2 separate regions of the Oryctolagus cuniculus genome follow, and region 2 is linked to region 1. The links are chromatin contacts, called in public Micro-C maps. All regions are on one chromosome and are shown on one strand. Each heading gives the region's core, a stretch centred on a gene start, on an enhancer-like site or on the middle of the called end of the contact. The rest is flanking DNA. Distances are from core to core; before and after follow the strand shown.

Region 1 (5,247 bases), core at 2,579-5,078:
TCCTAGATATTGGGTACATTTTCTCCAGACATCAACTTTTTATACAATGTTAACTACAAGTCTAATTGTCCACATATCAAGGCTGCCCAAAACAAACTGAAAGACTATGGTTCCTGATTCAATCAAGTCTTGAACCAGAAGGGTGATGCATAGCCCAAACTAAGCTCCACATCAGAGAATACATATAACAGGCAAATGTCCTATTGATTTGTATGTGTATGCATAAAAGGCAGATCTTTTCAATGTCTGGAGTGAAGTTCTGGGGGATGGGAATACAATGGGAAAGCTTTATTAAACAGAGAAAAACCAGAGGAAATCAGCTGTGTACTCATGAGACATGACGTCCTCATGGATGTCTGAAACAGTTTTAAGTGGGGGAAGAGACTTCTGTGAGCTGGAGAGAGACCATTACAGACTCAAGACTCCTGAGGGAAATCATATGTAAAAAAAAATGGAATGATAGGATGCAAGTAAAAATTCTAAATACCAAGGAAAATTAGAAACAAGAAAGTTGAGGTGTCTAAAGCTTCCCAAGGAAGGAATTTGGAGAACAGGCTGAGATCGCAGCACCCGGACATCAGGGTAAATTTGACTGCATTTAACAAAGACATCAGGGTCAAAGTAAAACATAAGGAAAGATTGAAGTACGTTTAAGAATGACAAATGGCTGAAAGCAAAAAATGCAATAAACAGGAGTTCATTATAAGGCAATGTGATACGCTGAAATTAAACATACGAAGTACATCCATGATAAGCATGTGCACATCTAATGCAGTGTACACATCAGGGGAGGAACTCTGAGGGAAAATGAAGGCAACTGATTAAAAGATATTACTGTAAGACTTTTTTCCTTTACTCTTTCTTTCTCTTTTTTTTTGAATTTCTTCTCTGGGCATTGCTGTACTTTTTTTTTTTTTTTTTAAATGAAACAACCCAGTGATGGGACTGTGATAGAGAAAATGATCCAGTGACAGGTAGAAGTAGCAATTGGGATGCTAGCAAGAAAAATACATAAAAATGGCTTTTATATGTCTTACTTGAGAGTTTAATAGACTTTACATAAAACAATGTTCTACTACTCACATACTAATTTCCTCATTTTTGCCATGTGTGAAAATACTATTATTTACTTAATATCTTTCATTAAACCAGCTTTAAGTTGATTTGCATTTTCAGTATGGCTTTGGCTTGCATAGCACTTGTGACACATTGATGTGCTATTTTTCTAATATACATTAAAAGAAATACATAAATGTTAAAATAAAAACAATCAATTTTCATAGTGGCTGAAATCTTTTCACACATTTCAGTGGTATCAACACACCCAGACAGCACTGACAGGAAGCCTACGAGTGCAGAAAAATGCAAACACAGCAGACTCTTGGGAGGAAAGGGGCCTTAAGGTGGCAGACGTCATGGACGCTCTGTGGGGAGGCTGGACGCAGCATGCCAAACAGGTGGCCACAGAATGGGTGACACCATCCTCAGGTTACCCTGAAGACTCTCAAGGCGGAACTCAGGCTGCCTGCAGGTGCAGGAGTGCACAGCCCAGCCCTGGTCATGCCAGGACGCAGGCAGCCTCACTGAGAACAGGCAGCCCACAGGAGTGCTCTTCACATTCTCAGAGTCTTGCTGTCTCTGAGGGCTGACTACATTCTGAGTGCTAATCTACATCCTCAGCACAGGAAACTTCTCCCGAAGTCACTGTGCACAGGGAATCCAAGTTGAGCAGGTAGCATATCCCTGGCCTCTGCCCGCTCCCATCCCTTTGCTCATTCCTGTATGTTCATTGCCCTCCGCCCTCTTTCCAGGCAGGATGAGGGGTGGGAAGTCCCTTGCTTCCTCCGTGGCATCTAAGACTGATCACAACACTTGAACTGTGCTCATGTCAGCAGGGCTTAGAAACTCCTGGCCATGCTTCCCCACTAACGGGGCTAAAATTACCCTGCCTCTCAGGGCAGCCACTTTACTTTGTTGACTGCTAATGAGCGAGTCATCAGCTGAAGCTAAACTTTTCCCTCACACTGCTTTAACCAGGGACTCCCCACTCCTGTCTGCATGTAGCTTTGCTTTTTAAGACCAACATACTAGACTTATACTTCTCCCCTCTAACTTTGGGGGATTTAGTCCCCTGTGTCTTTCCAGAAACAGAGAATCCTGGTGCTCACCAGTATCTTAGAAGACATTTGTCCATCCCCTTGTTTTACAGAGAAGACAAAAGTTGTAGGAAATCGCTTGCTGACATCAAACCAGTGGAAGAACCAGGCCTTGTGGCCTTGAGGCAGGTGTCCTGATCCCAAGTTTAATGCCAGTTACTCCTTTCAACTTTCCTTCCCTTCAGAAAGTCTTAATGTTCATTATGACTGAAAAAAGCATTGCTAATACAGCAGAGTTTAGGCAAACTATGGCTTGTGGGCCAGACACGCCCCATCGTCTGGTTTTATAAATAAAGTGTTATTGGAACACAGCTGTGCCCCTTTATGCTCTCTCTAGAGCTGCTTTCTTGCTACAATGGCTGAGTTGAGTAGGTGCCACAGGACACAGACGGCTGGCAAAGACTAACGTATTTGCTATCTGGACCCGTACAGAAACAGTCTGCCAGCCCTTGTTAAACAAGACAGGACATGGAGGGAAATGTTACCTGATTAAAACACTAGCTTACTACAAACCCTCTTCCGTACAGAAGATTCCTTTGAGGAAACATAAAATGGCTATGCTCTCCCAGGGTGTACAGCACTTCAGGGAGGGGTCGCAACTACTCCTAAGTGTGAGACGAGGTGAGCAGCTGTCTGCCTTGGGCACTGCTCGACTCCAGCTTCCAGGCACAAGTGAGGCCTGTGACAGACAAGGGGTCACAGACAGCTGGAGCATGAGGCAAATAAATACTTCCGGAGTCAGTTTTTTTTACAGAGCGACAACTGGTATAAGTCATGTGGGTTACTTGCTTAAAATTAAACTGTGGCATTCAGTTAAAACGTGCATTTCCCCTGCGCTATAACTGAGGGTTTTACTACTACTGCACTCAGTAGAGTGATCGGTCCATGTGTCTGCTCCGCTACACACACATTAGGCTGTACTTGCTCTGAAGGCAGGCACTATATCTTACTCATTTTGGTATTCTAAGTCCTTTGCCTACCTGATAACAGACAGGGTTCCATATATATTAGTCAGTTGATGAGTGGAATTCTCCAGTGTGCTCTAAAGAAAATCAGCATCGTCTACACTGTTACTTGTCATTTAGCAGAAGGAATAAACTTGCGCAAGTTACCATGAGGTGGTATACTGATTCAATGACATGGAAAGGTTATGCTAGACTTAAAAGACAACTTGAAAATGGTGCCAGAATTTCACAAGTGAATTATGCTTAGAACATTTTGTGTGTGTAGTAGCTTTAATTACGGTAAAGTTTAATAAAGCCACAAAAACAGACCTCATTGATCAGTCCCTTCTCTATGAGGATAAGACATATTCCCTTAGGCATTAAACTGAAAAACAAAACTTTTTTTTTTTCCTTAGAACAAAGCTAATATTCTCTCAAGGAGGAAATGTGTCTTCAGCTGGTCAGGTTTTATCTGCTGTTCTTAACTCTGGAGCCACAGACGGAGTCACTGTAAAACTAAGACACCCTTTAAATGTTGCTCTGTTTACAATCTGAAACTCAGAACTGCATATCTGAGAGCAAACTGTAGATTACTATATATATATGTGTGTGTGTGTGTATATGTCTAGTTAATTCAATAAAACATGTCACAGCAGGGTACATGCCGCATGTACTTCCTGTAATGTCTTAGCAACCCCCTTCCATATAAATAGTTAATATGACTCATATCACAGGGATGATTTGTTACATTCCTGTTTTGCCAGTTAGGTTGGTTCCACAGCTAAAGACTTGGCACAGAAATACAGAAACCGGACAACGGGTGTGTAGCCACACAACAGCTGCATCAGAGGACATTTCTGAATAAGCACAGATGTCTTTTGGGTGGCCATGTAGTTTGGAAATCCAAGTGCTGATGAGGCATTTCAAACACTGTCACATTGCTGGGCTGGCTCACCACGCACATTGTCAGTGTCACTCAAGCTCTGTTAAAATCATGGATTGCACTCTGCCATTCTTTATTTCCAACTAAGAATTAAGGACAGCGAATTATTCCAATGGAAGTAAACTGCAAAATGAAAGAAGATGATGCCCTAGGAAGTCCACCATCGTCATTTCCTGCAAGCTAGCTCAGGCACACATGGCCCATGGACATCCTGATCCTCCCTCAGACATTTATAGCAGCAAGGCCTTGGTTCTTGAGTCACTTAGGAAGGCCTGGCAGCTGAGCAGGGGATTTTGATATAATCAACAAACCTTATACCTGGTGATGCCAAGGCAAAGCCTAGATAGAGACGCACCCTTATTTTAGTGTATTCTTATGATGTTTCTCTTTGGAAGAAGACAAGCAGCACATAAAGTTTAACTTGAAGCTTCACAGATGTCTGAGGAACAAATGGTTAATTAAGCTCAGGACCCCAAACAACTTCTAGTGCAGATCTGACTAGTTAGACATGAGAAGAAGACACAGAGGAGAACTGTTTCAGATCTCATCCTTTCTTCTGCCTGTCTCAGGAGAGAGATTACACAGGAGGTGCAGCAGAAAGAAAGAACAGAAAGTTTTTTTTTTAGTTTTTGACAGGCAGAATGGACAGTGAAGAGAGAGACAGAGAGAAAGGTCTTCCTTTGCCGTTGGTTCACCCTTCAATGGCTGCCACAGCCGGCGCGCTGCGACCGGCACACTGTGCTGATCCGAAGGCAGGAGCCAGGTACTTATCCTGGTCTCCCATGGGGTGCAGGGCCCAAGCACTTGGGCCATCCTCCAGTGCACTCCCGGGTGACAGCAGAGAGCTGGCCTGGAAGAGGGGCAACCGGGACAGAATCCGGTGCCCCGACCGGGACTAGAACCTGGTGTGCCAGCGCCACTAGGCGGAGGATTAGCCTAGTGAGCCACAGCACCGGCCAAGAACAGAAAGTTCTTAAACCCCCAAACCAAAACCATTTCCATATATCTCTTCCCTCATCTAAGTGTGACTTTGCAGATGATTGATGTCATATTGATGGCACCTCACACACAATGAACTCATTCTTTCCTAACAAAAAGGTGCCTTTTACAGGTTTAGCCATGAAGAAAAAAGTGCTGGAACAATCTCAATGTAAACATCTTCTCTTTCTCCAGCCTATTCTTTCTTTACTGTCTGGGGTCCTAA
Region 2 (5,047 bases), core at 976-3,475, 57 kb before region 1:
TATATACTTTGACAATTGTCTATTATAGAATATAGACTATTTATAAACAAAATCATTGTCATCAGTATTATGGGAAAATGAGAGCAACTGGATACATCTGAAGTTTTCCCAAAGTGGAAAGGTAGTACATAACTGTTAATTTTTACATTCAGGAAATATGCACCACCATACACCACACATGCAAGTTTACAGCATGTGGATCGAGGACTGAGTGGAAGTGTTAGTCATTGATTTCCTTGACTTCTGGGTTTTTAATTGAGCCTCTCAGATTAAAATGGGGAAGTTTTGATAACAAAATTCTCCCTTATAAAAGCCAGGCAGCTTTAAAACAAACTTATTAAAAAATTAAAGGTTCACTTAACAGCAGTAAAATATTCTCAGTGCAAGCTTAAAAATAAAATTGATAAAAAATGTAATCCATAAAATGTATCTTCTTCAAATGTGTTATTCATATGTTGACAGTGATCAGTCTTCTCTAGTTCCATCAAAATGATTCTATCTTAATCAAGTTGCAATTCATCAATCAATGACCAAGAGAAGTTGTAACTATTCCATCTACACACAAAGTCTTGAAATTATTACAGAAAGCTTACTTTTAAAACATACCACCATGTAAGTAAACCTATTTTACTTCAATTTTAGATTCCTATTTTTAGAAAAATGATCTAAAATGTATAAAGTTGTATCTCAGAAATGAAACAGCTATTAATAACTCCCATTTTTAAAATAGTTTTTTTTAGTTGAACATCTCAGCTTTTAAAACACTACGCAATTTTCTTTAAGTATGTAGTTATAAAGCTAACATTTTAGAAGTTGTTCAATACTACTTCTGGACAGTTCATCGTACAACTACAAAATAGTGTATCAATGAGAGAGTAGGTTTATCTTTTCCTTCAATTAAATTGTGCTCTTGGATTCAAAATGCCAGCTTACACATGCCGTCACTTGCCCAGTCATTTCTACAGCCCATGCCGACTCAGCTCATACTTTCTCATGGACTTGAAAACTTACAGGGGCTACACCTTATCAAACATCCCTGCAAGGTTCAGCATATCATTGCTACCACAGAGGTAAACATTACATCGGCAAAACGATCAGTGAACGTGATCCACAGACCTAATGTCCGTAAATATTGAAATCTGATCTGCATTATGGCTGGGTTTAAAAACGTATTTTTCTTCTTAATTGCAATTTACAAACTGATGTTGGAGTTGCTTCCAGTCCCATCATAGTCAGACAGGAAGGACTAACACCAGCTATCAGCTGCCATAAAGTCTCAACTTTATCTCCACTTAGACCTCAACGAGGCGCTTTTCCCCACAATAAACCGAAGAACCCGGGCAAATGTCAAAATCATAGTCACCACGGAGCTGTACAGTTTGAGAATGGGTCATGTACACTATGTGCCTTATATACTTTATTATTTTTAAAATATTGCTTAAAAATCCCTGAAAATTCGACTTGTTCTCTAGTCTCTAGCGTTAAAAAAAAAAAAAAAAAATCTGGTTCACAAGAAGTAGCTGAAAGCTCCCTGCAAGATGAGGAGGAACTTCGTCGAGTACGAAAGACAGCTGTGAGCAGGCCGTGTCCGCGAGCCCAGACGTGAACACGTCCTGTGCCCCGAGGACCACGTCGGCAGGACGTGGAAGGGACGCGAGCCCGCCGCGAAGGGCTGCACGGGCTGACCCGCAAACAGGGCTCCCGCGGCTGGCAGGGGTGTCGGGAAGACCACCCCCCACCCCCAACCCGCACCCGACGGGGCCAGCGAAGCTGGACTCTGGCTGGAGCAGGGGGTCACCCGAGGGGCGGCAGGCTCCGAGCCCGTCTCCGCCGAGCCCGGGGTCCGAGAGGACCCCTCTGCTCCCCCAGCTACCCCGCCCTTCTCTCCAAGCCCACCTGCCAATCCCGACAGGCCCGCGGACACGCGAGGCTGAGGACACTGACCTCTCTGGCCACAGCAGGTTCTTCCGAGGCTGCCCCCGTTGAGGGGGCTCCTGTCCCGCCCCGCGCCAGGAACCGCGACAGGACGTGTTCGCCAGCTCTGGCCGGGTAGGTGGGAGGCTGGCAAGATCCACTTTTCCTTTTTCCCAACAGGAAGCTACAGTTGTGACCTGGCCCCCAGTGAGGAGACTCCCGGCGACCGCAGCACAGACGATGACCGAAGCTTACAGTTGAGGTTTGAAAACTGCAGCCGACTCCGGAGGCACTGCTGTTCGCCAGGTCCCACCCCCTGCGGCGTGAGGGCCAATGGAGGCGCTCGCGGAGGGTGGGGCTGTCACGTGACGGGCGGGGCGGGGCGCCGGCCGGCCGGCGGCGCGTGCTACGGGGCGTGGTCCCAGCGGTGAGAGGGTGTGGCCCGCGCCGGGCTGGTTGGCGGCGGCCGGACGACTGCGCTGGGCAGGTGGGGCGCGCTGAGGGGAGGGGTGAGGCGGCGCACGGAGTAGCTGTAACCTTTGCCACGCTGCTTCCCACCCTCAGACTAGTGCGTCCCCTAGGTACGAGGAGCGGTAAGAAGCCAAATTCGTCCCAGCTGCTTGCGACTTTTCACCAGACTTTTGTGCCTTCCCAAGAACTGTTCCCTGACTTACCGGGTCTACTTCCCTGTGCCCCGAAACTGCCCTCCCAGTGGAGGGCCCAGTTCGCTACAACTTGGTAGAAGTTCCTCGGAACATCAGCATTGCTTGGGGGATTTGTGGAGCCTGGGCCCCGCTGTGAAGTCTGCTCCCGCGAAGCGTGTCCTTCTGAGACAGGGGGAGTCCCGATATGTGGAGCTAAGGGGAAGAACGCACATGGCAACCCGCTCAGAATCTGAGACAATGAAAAAGCTGAGCGTTCTTACTTTACCTATAAAATCTAGGGTTGGTGGCAGAACATATTTACACTAGCTACAGCAAACTATTGGGAAAAGATGAAGGGAGTGGAATTGTCCTCTTCCTTTCGAAAGACTTTAAGAGCCATCATTTAAAGGGGAAATTTTCTTGTTCTGTCTCACGAAGCCAAGCCAATTTCCATCAAGCAGTTTGTTTTCTGCTCCATACTGTATGCGCCCCAAGATAAACGCAAAAAAAAGAATGCATCATCCCATCTAATGACATCCATCTGTCCTTACTTACACTGATTCCTCCTGGTTTAATGGGTCTAGCTTCTAAGCCTTGTCAGGTGGAGAGGATTACTTCCATCTGTCTAATTTCTTGTTGCTAACAATTGGCCTGACTGGAGAAGCCTAATGGTGGGATGGAAATAAAAAAGGAAGTTGCATGCTCAGCTGACTTTTCAGGTGTCTGCAAACCAATGACACTGTACTTGTCTTTTCTTTCATAAACACAGGTGCTGCCTGCCAGAGGTCTCAGCACCAGCACTGCAACCAGTAAGTAACCTCTTGGTGTGTCTGGAGTACATCGCTGTGGTGGGTTTTTGTGTATGTGATTATGTAATCGTGGACCTCCTTAATTTCAACATTTGACCAATTGCCAGCTGTTAGTAATCCTCTCACACAGAACCTGCCTTGTCCTTTGTCATAAACCCAGTCCAACATCACTTCACACCTGGACACAAACCCTTCTCTCCTCATCACCACTTCCAACCAATCCTCCCAGTCACAGACTCTGCTTCAGCCACCAAACTTCCTGGGGCATCTTAGCATGTCTTGCATTTTCTTTCCTCTGCCTTGGCTGCTGCTTTTCATTATCTTTTTCATCAGTTTCCAAGTCTCAGAAGGTAACTCTCTCCAGAAATCAGAAATCTTGGCTGATTTCTATTTTCCATTCCCTGCCCAGTCACCTCTTTGCTGTATATTACTGGATGTTTGGCCTACATTTGTTCCATGTCTTTCGGTCATGCTCCTAAACAGGCTGTGAATGGTTGTGTCTGATGTCAGAGTTGTCTACCAGAGCTAATCACACTCTTCCATAGACATTCAGCTACATTTGTTGGTCTCTGGCAATGATGCTCGAGTAACAAGAAATTCCTGCTGCTGATAAGGAGACTGAACCTACTCTGAGGGCTTGCAGGAAAATTCAGGAGACAGTACATCCCTGCAACCCTCCTCTTTTGCCTGGTCTCATTCATATCATATTGAAGCTATATATTCTTGCTCTCATTCCTTTGAGTAGGAAATCCCCATGTGACTTGACTGCCATTCTGTGGTCATTGCCTTTGACCACACAATCCATTAAATTGATCATCCTTTAGTGTTACATTTCTGACCAGCGACGTAAGGCTTGACGTTTGTTCCCACTCAATTTCTGTGTACTAATCCCCTCCCAGTACATCAAAATATAGCCATATTTGGAGATGAGGCCTTTAAAGAGGTAAATGAAGTAAAATGAGATAATATGGGTGGACCCCAATCCAGTATGACTGTTGTCATTATGAGAAGAAATTAGGAGAAAGTCCATACAGACCAAGGGACATCTACCTGCAGGCCAAGCTGTTTCAAGAAAAACTGAATCTGCTGACACCTTGATCTGGGACTTCTAGCCTCCAGAACGGCAGAAAAACAAATGTCTGCCATGTAAGCCATCTACTCTGTGGTGTTTGTCACAGAAAACCCAGCAAGCCAACACAGTGACCCTCCAGGTTGTTACCACACTCTGGCTTAAGGAGGGTGATCTTTCCAAGGCATTCCCAGTGAATTACCACTTGTAACCAGCGAGGGGGATCCCCTCTGATCATGGCACAGTACTCGCCATAGTCTGTCTAGGGGAGGTGACCTTCTGCATTCACAGCAGGTCAGTTACCACATGCTTACCAAATACTGACCAGGAGAGGTGGTTTGCCCCGGTCCCACATTTATCCCCTGTAGAGTCAGAGAAGGAAGATGGAATTTAGCAAAGAAAAGAAGGCCTCAAATTCATAACTTTCTCCTTCAGGAGAAAACCAGTTATTTTTTAAAAAAAAAAATTTTAATGACAAGATCATACAGTTTAATTTATGTGGAAAGAACAAAATAAGCACTGTCTATAGTTGTCTGCTACCTGCTATAAATCAGACATCTATGAACAGGCTAAAAGTAGTTAGACACCAGGGGACAAACAGCCTCTGGAAG

The links. Hi-C and Micro-C count contacts between places; a contact is called where the count stands out from the background.
Region 2: a Micro-C map of ear pinna shows a contact between it and region 1, with 2.0 times the contacts expected there. The contact joins the promoter of STK17B here to the enhancer-like site in region 1. A contact is called at or near these places in 2 of 6 Hi-C or Micro-C datasets (ear pinna and an unstated tissue).

The regions. Positions count from the first base shown.
Region 1 is chr3:44,109,627-44,114,873 of mOryCun1.1, reverse strand. The region is part of intron 21 of HECW2 (HECT, C2 and WW domain containing E3 ubiquitin protein ligase 2); the gene reads right to left. Among named protein-coding and RNA genes, the nearest start is that of STK17B, 56 kb to the left of the region's middle. Within about 2 kb of position 3,828, at least 2 of the 8 cell types and tissues checked have an H3K27ac peak or open chromatin away from gene starts, as enhancers often do. A contact at or near this core is called in ear pinna, where this site is marked.
Region 2 is chr3:44,165,121-44,170,167 of mOryCun1.1, reverse strand. It overlaps STK17B (serine/threonine kinase 17b), which reads right to left and starts at 2,225. Exons shown (of 8, transcript XM_002712358.5): 1 at 1,945-2,225. LOC103348804 (a long non-coding RNA gene) reads left to right here and starts at 2,225. Exons shown (of 4, transcript XR_517106.4): 1 at 2,225-2,495; 2 at 3,328-3,367.